3 separate regions of the Sus scrofa genome follow, and all the other regions are linked to region 3. The links are chromatin contacts, called in public HiChIP or PLAC-seq maps. All regions are on one chromosome and are shown on one strand. Each heading gives the region's core, a stretch centred on a gene start, on an enhancer-like site or on the middle of the called end of the contact. The rest is flanking DNA. Distances are from core to core; before and after follow the strand shown.

What was found. HiChIP or PLAC-seq counts read pairs in DNA pulled down with a chosen protein or histone mark.
Region 1: a contact with region 3 is called in an H3K27ac HiChIP or PLAC-seq map of alveolar macrophages. The contact joins the enhancer-like site here to the promoter of C5AR1 in region 3. A contact is called at or near these places in 1 of 5 promoter capture datasets (liver), 25 of 47 Hi-C or Micro-C datasets (alveolar macrophages, blood, embryonic fibroblasts and 11 more) and 1 of 2 datasets of contacts at active chromatin or transcription factors (alveolar macrophages).
Region 2: a contact with region 3 is called in an H3K27ac HiChIP or PLAC-seq map of alveolar macrophages. The contact joins the promoter of DHX34 here to the promoter of C5AR1 in region 3. A contact is called at or near these places in 11 of 47 Hi-C or Micro-C datasets (alveolar macrophages, blood, embryonic fibroblasts and 6 more) and 1 of 2 datasets of contacts at active chromatin or transcription factors (alveolar macrophages).

The regions. Positions count from the first base shown.
Region 1 is chr6:53,158,482-53,161,529 of Sscrofa11.1, reverse strand. DHX34 (probable ATP-dependent RNA helicase DHX34) reads right to left here. Exons shown (of 18, transcript XM_003127246.5): 16 at 2,283-2,459; 17 at 1,973-2,111; 18 at 161-1,364. The coding sequence ends at 1,231. Among named protein-coding and RNA genes, the nearest start is that of MEIS3, 28 kb to the left of the region's middle. Within about 2 kb of position 1,494, at least 3 of the 83 cell types and tissues checked have an H3K27ac peak or open chromatin away from gene starts, as enhancers often do. A contact at or near this core is called in alveolar macrophages, where this site is marked.
Region 2 is chr6:53,129,334-53,132,657 of Sscrofa11.1, reverse strand. DHX34 (probable ATP-dependent RNA helicase DHX34) reads right to left here and starts at 1,465. Exons shown (of 18, transcript XM_003127246.5): 1 at 1,360-1,465.
Region 3 is chr6:53,095,240-53,098,479 of Sscrofa11.1, reverse strand. It overlaps C5AR1 (complement C5a receptor 1), which reads right to left and starts at 1,318. Exons shown (of 2, transcript NM_001244215.1): 1 at 1,275-1,318. The coding sequence starts at 1,277.

The DNA.
Region 1 (3,048 bases), core at 245-2,744, 63 kb before region 3:
TGAGCGAGGCCAGGGATCGAACCTGCAACCTCATGGTTCCTAGTCGGATTTGTTTCCGCTGCGCCAGGACAAGAACTCCACCTTTTCATTTTCTTAATAGTGTCTTTTACAAAGCACACCTTTACCTTTGAGGAAGTTCAAAGGTACCATTTCACACTTGCACTTTTAAATTATTTTTATTATCTTATTAATGATTTTATCTATTTTAACTTGACTTTATATTTTATTTATTTACATTTATTTATTATTACACAACAAAACCAAAGACAAGACTTCCATATCAAAATGAAACCTCTGGGAAAAATGGTTCAGCTGTGTTCAGTTGTCAGAGGAAAAAAACTATTGGCCGGAAAGGACCCAGGGGTTTCCCTAAGGCCAGAGGGTGTTAAACTTTGTCAAATGCAATTTCTCTTTCCAATTATGCTGATGTTCAAAAGCTAAACTCCGCATTCCTCGAGTAAACGCCCCGCGGCCCTGGAGAACAACTGGTTTACGTATTGCTGACCATGAGCCGCCAAACCTCAAGGAAGGAGTCTGATGTGGGCACTGCCCTGTCTGCTTCGGGCACCGGGGCAATGCTGGCCCCTAAGACGAGCCCAGCAGTGCCTCTTCCAAGGGCGCAGGGGCCGCTGTCAGGCCGTCACCCGGGAACCCACCCAGCCGGTCCTCTGTTTGCAACTAGGCATCCAGTTTCCTTCACAGAGACAGGAGGGCCCAGTGTGTTTCTTGAGTGAACTGTGGTCATTTGCGTCTGTAAAAACATTTGTCCGCTTCAGCCGGTTGGTAGGTTTTATGGGCACGATGTCGTTTGCAATGTTCTCTATGCTTTTTGTGCCTGGAGAGGGGACGGCTAAGAGCTGCCCATGCATAGACCCCACAGCCTGGGTGCCACAAGAACACTGGCCCCGCCCAGCTCTCAAAATGACACAGGTCGATGGGCCAGCGCCGGGGCTCCCGAGTTCAAGCGAAAGAAAGCAGAGGCCACAGGCACAGTCTCACGACAGAGCAGTCGCCAGGGGCTTCCGTCCCTGGAACCCAAGGTCCCTGCTCAGCCTCTCCTCCCCGTGTCCTCCTGGAGCAGGACCGATGGGGGGCAGCTGCCACTCCTTGGGTGGGCAGGAGCGGGCGTGACAGGAGACTTGGTTCCCGAACTGGCGCCCCTTCCTGCGGGGCGAGGCTGGGGCTCGGTCGGGAGTCCCAGCCCTGGTCCTGGTCCGGGGCTGCCCAGGCTCACACATGCTGCCTCTGGTGGCGCAAGACATCCGTGGGCGTGAACAGAAAGTCCTTCTGGCAGGCCTTGCAGTGGTAGGGCCTCTGCAGGTCAGACACCTTCCGGAGGGGCTCGGGGGCGGCCTCCTCAGCCCCTAAGGGAGGGGACAAGACAGGCCGTGAAGGGGCGCTCCACTTCGTGCTCTCACCCCCACCCAAGTCCCAGGAACCTGTGGGGCTCCAGCTCTGCCTCCTCCAAGAAGCCTTCCTTGATTAACACGACACAGAGGCAAGCCTTTACTGTGTGTCCCAGGGAGCAAGAGAGACACAGAGACAAGACACAAGGAGACAGGGCTGAGACAGAGCCCTGGGTGGGGGCCCTGGGACCCGCTGCCATCTCCCCAACAAGTGCCAGCTCATGGTCCACGGCACCAGACCCTGTGCTGGGGTCTACCCACTGGGTGACAGGAGGCAGAGGCGGCAGCAGGGACAGGAAAGACCAAGAGACACAGTAGGAGAGAGACAGAAGCAGAGACATGGAACCAGACCAAAGAGCAGCGACACAGAGACAAAGCAACACAGACACAAGAGAACGAGGTGGCTCCTGGCCCTCACTGTCCTAGGCTCTGGTTGTTTGTGACAAAGCCCATTTGTGACCCCAGCTAGACAGAGGGTTGAAGTCACGAGTCCCCAGAGTGTTGCGGGAGTGCCCAGAAACACAGGAAACACACAGGCAGGACGGACACTGGTGCCAGGGCCTCACCTGGGGGAGCATCCCGCGGGGCCTGGGGGCAGGTGTTCTCATGTGCGATGCGCTCCAAGGGTGTCAGAGGCACGTGCAGCTCACAGTGGGGGCAGGTCCAGAAGCTGCGCAGGCAGTCGCTGTACAAGTCCGCGTTGCTCTGCGCCAGGAGGGCTGTGTCAGGGCTGGGCTCCTACTCTGCCCCCCATCACCAGCCTGGACATCACCTGCATTCTTGGGCAAGGCTGGAATGCCACTGGGGGTGGGGGGAGAACCCACAAATGCCATTTTCAGAGGCAGGAGGATGGGGGTCAGGGGGTTCTGAGCTCACCGTGAGGCAGTTGTAGGTGAGGAAGTCAGTGACTGCGTAGCCCCCTTTGGTGGGGTGGGGGGATGTGGCAGAGCTGCCAAAGAGGCCGGGGAGACTGGGGGCAGCTGTGATAGTCTGGGGGCCCACATAGAGGTTCTGGACTTCCAGTCCTGTGAGCCGCCGTAGGCTGTAGGAAACCTGAGCAGAGACAGGAAATGGGGGAGATGGACTCAGGCAGACATTCCTAGAGCACCTGGATCCAGCTGTACCTGAAGGCCACACCTGCACTTTTCCGTTATGGGGGCCATCTACTTAAGGCGATTGTTTAAGCCAATTACAATGTGCTCTCAGATACTCTCGAACAGACCCTGACACCTCACCCCCCACCTCACCCCACTTCCCCTTCTCTCCCATCACTTGTGGGGACACTCAGACCTTCCGTCTGGCCTGGAAATCTGGCCACCATGCCCCTCCTCCTCCACCTCATCAGCCTGTTGCCCTTTCCCAGGTCCCCTGGGTCCCAGCAACAATTCTAAGGCTGCACCCCTCGCTTAAAGACATGGGAGATCACCTCTAACCTCCTCTGTGCAGTTCTCCCCGCCTGTCCTCCATGAAGAGACAGATACTTTCAGCTTCTCTCATGCCCTGCACGCCCCTAACTGCTCGTGAGGGGTCACCTATACAAGTAGCTGTCTCGAGTAAGAGCAGCAGGGGTTAAGAGCACAGGCTCTGGAGCCAAGCTGCTGGGGTCAGATCTTCCCCCCTTATCAGCTGTGTGACCTTGGGT
Region 2 (3,324 bases), core at 216-2,715, 34 kb before region 3:
TTCATTCGTCTGGCTGTATCTCCCGTTTCCCACCTATCTTCCTCCATGCTCATCTCTTGCTTTCTTTCCCAGATCCCTCAGCTGCCTCTTTTCAATCCCTCTGTCAGCTCTTGCCAGGTTCTCCCTATTTCACCGGCTCCATCTTTCTATTACCCAGTGGCCTCTCCTGATTCGTCTCTATTTCCTTCATTAACCTGTCATCCTATTGGGTCTATTTCCTTTTTTTTTTTTTTTTTTGGTCTTTTTAGAGCCGCGCCCTCGGCATATGGAAGTTCCCAGGCTAGGGGTCAAGTCACAGCTGCAGCTGCTGGCCTACACCACAGCCACAGCAACTCCAGATCCTTAACCCACTGAACGAGGCCAGAGACTGCACCCACATCCTCATGGGCACTAGTGGGGTTCGTTACCGCTGAGTCACTACAGAAATTCCCCTCTATTTCTTTTGGTCTTTTTTTTTTTTTTTTCTTTTTGCCTTTTCTAGGGCCGCTTCCCGCGGCATATGGAGGCTCCTAGGCTAGGGGTCTAATCGGAGCTGTAGTCCCCGGCCTACGCCACAGCCACAACAGATCCAAGCCGCGTTTATGACCTACGCCACAGCTCACGGCAATGCCAGATCCTTAACCCACTGAGCGAGGCCAGGGATAGAACCCCACGACCTCATGGCTCCTAGTCGTATTCCTTAACCAGAGACACGACGGGAACTCCTCTCGCAGTCCCTGTGAACCTCTCTCGTTGGGACCCACCAGCCTCTTGCTCTGGACCTCGCTAGTTTTCAGCTCTCAACCTTCCTGGCTTTGGCTCCCTCAATGCGTCGAAGATTCTTTTCGTGCCTCTACTGTAGCGGGAGGGGGCCGTGCCCTCCCAGATCAAAGGGAAGAAGCCGTGCTGCACCGCCTCCATCTGACACGCATGCGTACTTCTATATCCCTGAGCGCAAGCGCATCTACAGTTGTCCGCCTAAAACTTAAGAGTATTCCTGATAAGAGGGACAAAGAAACTTAGACGTAGCGGAAAAACAAGCGGGGTATGTAAGGCAGCGCCGTTCGGGGCTCAGCCTCTGGATACTAATCCACCAAGCCAGTGCCTGCACGAATAAACGCTGCTTCCTGGTAAAAAGCCTTAGCGTCTCCTTTCCCAGGACTTAAGCCCCGCTCACACTACTCCTTTCAGCCTCCCCGACCCCCAGGGAACGCTCAGGCTCCATCTCGGTCCACTTCTCCCCGCCGTTCGGCCTCCTCGGGCACATGTCCTCATCTCGGGATTTCTCTCTACCCCTCCCATCGTTCCCAAGCTGTCCCGGGACGCAGCCCAACTCCCGGCGCCACCACCAACACCCAGCGCAGCCGCTCGACCGCTCACCTCACTAACCACAGCGATCTGCTCAACTTCCCGCCCACTGCCCTGCACGCGCCCGAAGCCGGTTCTGCGCCTGCGCACGCCACCCTCACAGCCCAGCCCCGCCCCGCCGCAGAGGGAGGACCCAGTGGGCAGCTTCCAGTAATCCGTCTGCGCCTGCGTCCGGCGCTCTCAGGCCCGGCCTCCCTTCCGGCGGAGCCTGGGAGGAAGCTGTAGCGTCTTGGGGCGGGGAAAGGCAGCACGGTGGTTTGCTTTGCCTTTCGCCTGAAGAGCCTCTTGCCCTCCCGGACCAGTCGGAGGTCCGGGTATTTAGCCCAGCTGGGAAGCTGGCTGGAGCCCAAACACTATTGAAACACTCCCATGAGTGTTTTCTTTATTATAGTTCGTAATTATTAGTGCGTAATTCTGTTAATGTACAATTCACCCTATGAAGTCACTAATAAGTGATACAACCTGACTATCCGGATTTCCGTCTTGGAGGTCCTAGTGATACCTGAAAGATAATACAGGAATCTGGCTTCTTGTTCATCCAGTTGAAGAATGAACTCCGCGAACACAAACGCAGCAAGCAAGCAAAGTGTTTATTAAAGGAAAGCAGATAGCTCCCAGGCTGCTGGGAGTGGGGGAGAAGAGCCCCCTTTCTCTGTTGTCCTATAGGGGTTTTTATCCCTTAAAGATGGGGGGGTACCAACCTGGGGTCCGGAAAGATGTCGCTTTCTCCCAGTGGCCTTGTTCAATTACCTATATCAGTCCCTGTCCAATAGGGCCTTAGGGGTGGAAATGTCCCATAAATGTCATTGTTTCTTTGACCTTTTCTTCCCGTAACCCGAGTCACAGGGGATTAGGGATTAAAATCCACCTGGGCGTAGGTACACTCCTTGTAGTAAACAAGGCCTGTGGGATGTTACTCCCTGGAGCCCTTAGGCCACAAATGTTAATCAAAGGCCATATCAAAGAATGCATGGAAGCCCAGGCTCCTACACTGACAACCTGAGTTAATATTCTCCCTCACTAGCTTGAGGTCATCTTTGCGTTTACTGGTTCCTCTACGGAGAATGTTCTCCCCAGGGACTATCATGGCTTGCAGCCCCACAGTTTTCAGCTTTCTGCTCAAATGTTACTTTCTGGGAGATGTCTTCTCTGACTATGCTACTTTTTTTTGGGGGGGTTCTTTGCTTTTTAGGGTTGCACCTGTGGCATATGGAGGTTCCCAGGCTAGGAGTCTGGTCGGAGCTGCAGCTACCCGCCTATACCACAGCCACAACAACGCGGGATCCAAGTCTGCGACCTCATGGTAATGTAGGATCCTTAACCCACTGAGCGAAGCCAGGGATCGAACCCAAAACCTCATGGTTCCTAGTCCGGATTCATTTCTGCTGAGCCACTATGGGAACTCCTGACTACACTACTTTAAATAGAATCACTCCTTAGCCCTTTCCTGCTTTGTTTCTCTCCATAAAGAATGCAGTTCTGCTTGACATCCTATTTCTTTTAATCTGTCTTTCCCACCAAAATGACTACAAACTTGGGGGGTTCGGGGAGTTCCCTGGTGGTATAGTGATTAAGGATTTTGCCTTGTCCCTGCTGTGGCTCGGCTTCATTCCCTGGCCGGGGAACTTCCAAATGCTGCTCACACACAGCACCCTGTCCCCCCCCCACATAAAAAACCTTCAAGGGTTCAAGGGCCTGCTGGCTTGTGCGTCTGGATGAAGGATGGGTGAGTAGTGGGGAAAGAGGTGGGGAAAAGGAGGGGCAGAAATCATACACACCAAAGCAAGAGCTTTGGTTTCTACTCTGAGTGAACTGGGACCCACGGGCGGAGTTCCATGGACTTTAGATTTTAACAGAGTCCTCTGGCTCCCAAGTAGGGAACGAATATGGGATTCGAGATGAGAAAAAGGGGACCGGGGAGGAGGCTGCTGCAATAGGTGAGAGCTGCAATAGGCAGCTGGGCCAGGATGATGGCAG
Region 3 (3,240 bases), core at 69-2,568:
AAGACAAAAATGACCCAGGAGGTCCCTGGTGGCCTGGTGGTTAAGAATCCAATATTGTCACTTCTGTGACAGGGGTTCCATCCCCGCCTAGGAGCTTCCACATGCTGCGGGCCCAGCCACACACACAAAAAAATTGCCCATGCCCTGGATTCAGGATTTGTGGTTCTGGAAACCCAGGTGTGGGTCCAAAGAAATACTATTTGATTTTAAAGACAAAATATTGGAAACAGCCCAAATCTCCACTGATAGGAGATAGAATCTCCCACTGAAATATCATACAGCTGATAAAAGGAAAGAGGCAATTCCTCTGAAACACATGGGGATGATGATAGCAGCTTCCTCAACAGACTGTTTACGATGAAATTAGTAAATGCCAAGTGCTTAGCACAGTGCCTGGTATGCAGTAAGTGCTCAATAAATGCTGATCTAATATTACATGTCAGTCATGAAGAAAAAGGAGGAAGATATAAGATCATGTGTAAGACAGGCTTCTATTTGTAGGGTGGGTGGGGGAGACGGGATCGACACGTCACATGCATTGAGCACCAACTGTATACCAGGCACTGCAGGAAGAGCTTTCCATGTATTATCTCATTTAATTCTCTCAACAATCCTTTGATGTAGGACCTCAGTTCTACAGGGTCACTAGCCCCATCTCTCTCTCTCTTTTTTTGGCCACCGCCTGGCCTGCGGAAGTTCCCCAGGCCAGGGATCCAACCCAAGCCACAGTGGTGACAACACCAGATCCTTAACTGCTTGCTAGGCCACCAGGGGACTTTCACTATCTCCCCCTTAAAGATAAGGAGTGGGAGACTCAGCAAGACGTATCTCTCCCGCGATTACAGAGGAGAGGCAGGATTTGAAGCCCCGTTTGGCCCTGGGTCAACCTTCTCATTCCTTCATTCCCTATGCTGTCCTGGAGCACCTGCAGACGGTTTCCAGAAGGATCCACCAAAAACTGGGGCCCACCCCTGCCTCTGAGGGCAGCGACAAGGCATCTGAGGTTCTGGGGCAGGGAGGGCGTTTCGCTAAATACCCTTTTGGATGTGGGACTACTGAACAGAAAAAAACAAGAAGTCGAAGATAGTGGTGAGTGCCTTGACAATCTGGCTGCCTCCAGCCCTGGAGTGGGAGAGTCTGAGATGAAGACGAGGGGAGATGGGAGAAGCAGGCGGGGAGGGCAGACACAAGCACCGGGGGAGTCCAGAGCCTGAGAGCCCAAGGGGCTCGGAAGGGAGAGGTGGCGGCCCCACCCCACCCCACCCCAAACTCACCATATTCTGGTCCCTCCGAGGTTCTCCACTCGCTGATCAGAGGTCCCTCCTGCCTGAGGGCTGTGGTTTTTAAAGCTCCAAGGGAGGGTGCAAATAGCCAGAGAGGAAATGACCCATCTCTCCCCTCTGGGGTTCTCATTGGCCTGGGGCACCCCCCCAGCACCCCCCTCCCCCAGAGCCCTGGGAGGGGGGCCGGGCTCTCAAAACTGAGGAAGTTCCTGGTCCAGGAGGGAGGAAGCCCGTCAAAAGAGACCCCCACCCCAGCCCCGCCAGGCTCAGCCCCTCTCCCTGCCTTGCTGTTTCCCCATCTATCATCCTTGTCTCTCCTTCCCCCTCTGTCCTCAGGTACCTGTGGGAAAGCTCAGGGTCCGACTGCTTTAACCCACCCCCGCTCCGGGGTCCAGGGGAACAGAGATGGTGAGCCCCACCCTCCCATCCAGATTGCTTGGAGGCCCAGAGAGGCAAAGCAGGACTGCGGAGGTAGCCCAGCACTGGGGACTGTTGGATCTTCCTCTCTAGGGGCTTGAAGTTAGTGCACGTGTGCACGCAGGTGTGCGCAGGGGTTTGCGGTTAGCACACATGTGCTCACACACACACACACCCAGAGCCTCCATCATCCTTTCCAGCCTCACTCTGGGTTCTTGTGCAAACATGCTGGCGACTGGGACTGGGGAGGATCCTATATGGTCAATGTCCTATTGTCGCTGTAACGAATCGCCATAAACAGAGTAACTTAAAGCAACAGGAAAAGGAAGTTCCCGAGGTGGTTCAGCGGTAACAAGCCTGACTAGTATCCATGACGATGCGGGTTCCACCCTGGCCTCGCTCAGAGGGTTAAGCATTGCTCTGAGCTGTGGTGTAGGTCGCGGATGCGGCTCAGATCTGGCATTGCTCTGGCTGTGGTGTAGGCTGGCAGCTGCAGCTCTGATTCGACTCCTAGCCTGGGAACCTCTATGTGCCACACCTGCGGAAACAAAAAACAAAACAAAACAGATTTATCCTCTCACAGTTCTAGAAGCCAAAAGTCTGAAATCAAGAGGTGGGCAGGGAGTTCCCACAGTGACTCAGCAGTTAAGGAATCCGACTAGCATCCCTGACTAGTATCCCTGGCCTCGCCTAGTGGGTTAAGGATCCGGCGTTTTCCTGAGTTGTGGTGTGGGTCGAAGACGCGGCTCGGATCCCACGTTGCTATGGCTGTGGTGTAGGCAGCTACAGCTCTGATTCGACCCCTAGCCTGGGAACCTCCATGTGCCACAGGAGCGGCTCAAGAAAAGGCAAAAAGACCAAATAATAATAATAATAATAATAATAATAATAATAATAATAATAATTGGCCAAAGGAAGACAAAGACCTGGAAGAACTGCCCGTACACGTGGTTTCAACCACCTCTCTGCTGTGCTCCTCATTCGGGGGGCGCCTGCACCCGCACTCCTCTGGGTGTGTATTACTGCTTTGCTTCTGCCTAAATCTCGGTGTCCTTTCCCACACCGAGGGATAAACTCTTAGTGATAAACTTTGTACCTGTTTTGACAGTCTTTGCCTCCTTGAAACATCCTTGCTTTCAGCAGAGGGCAAGAATGAAGGCAATTCAGCTGTTAGCCTCTAGCTAATCTAGTGGTGAGGATTCCTGGTTTTCACCCAGGGGGCCCAGGTTCGGTTCCTGAGCAGAGAATTAAGATCTCGCTTCGAGCCATCACTCACTGCTGTTTCTCCCAGATCAGAATCTCGGCCTCTGTGGACACATCCCCTTCCCTCCTGCTGTGTCTCTGCCTCTTTCATATAAGGATTCTTGTCATTACCTTGAAGGACCCCTTGGATGATTGAAGATAACCCCCCATTTCCAGGTCCTCAATTTATCTGCAAAGTCCCTTTTGCTCCATAACGTCATGCCACAGGTTCCAGGAATTGGAAAGCGGATGTCGTTGCGAACCATTTTCAGAGTCTGCCCCAATGAGAATGATTATT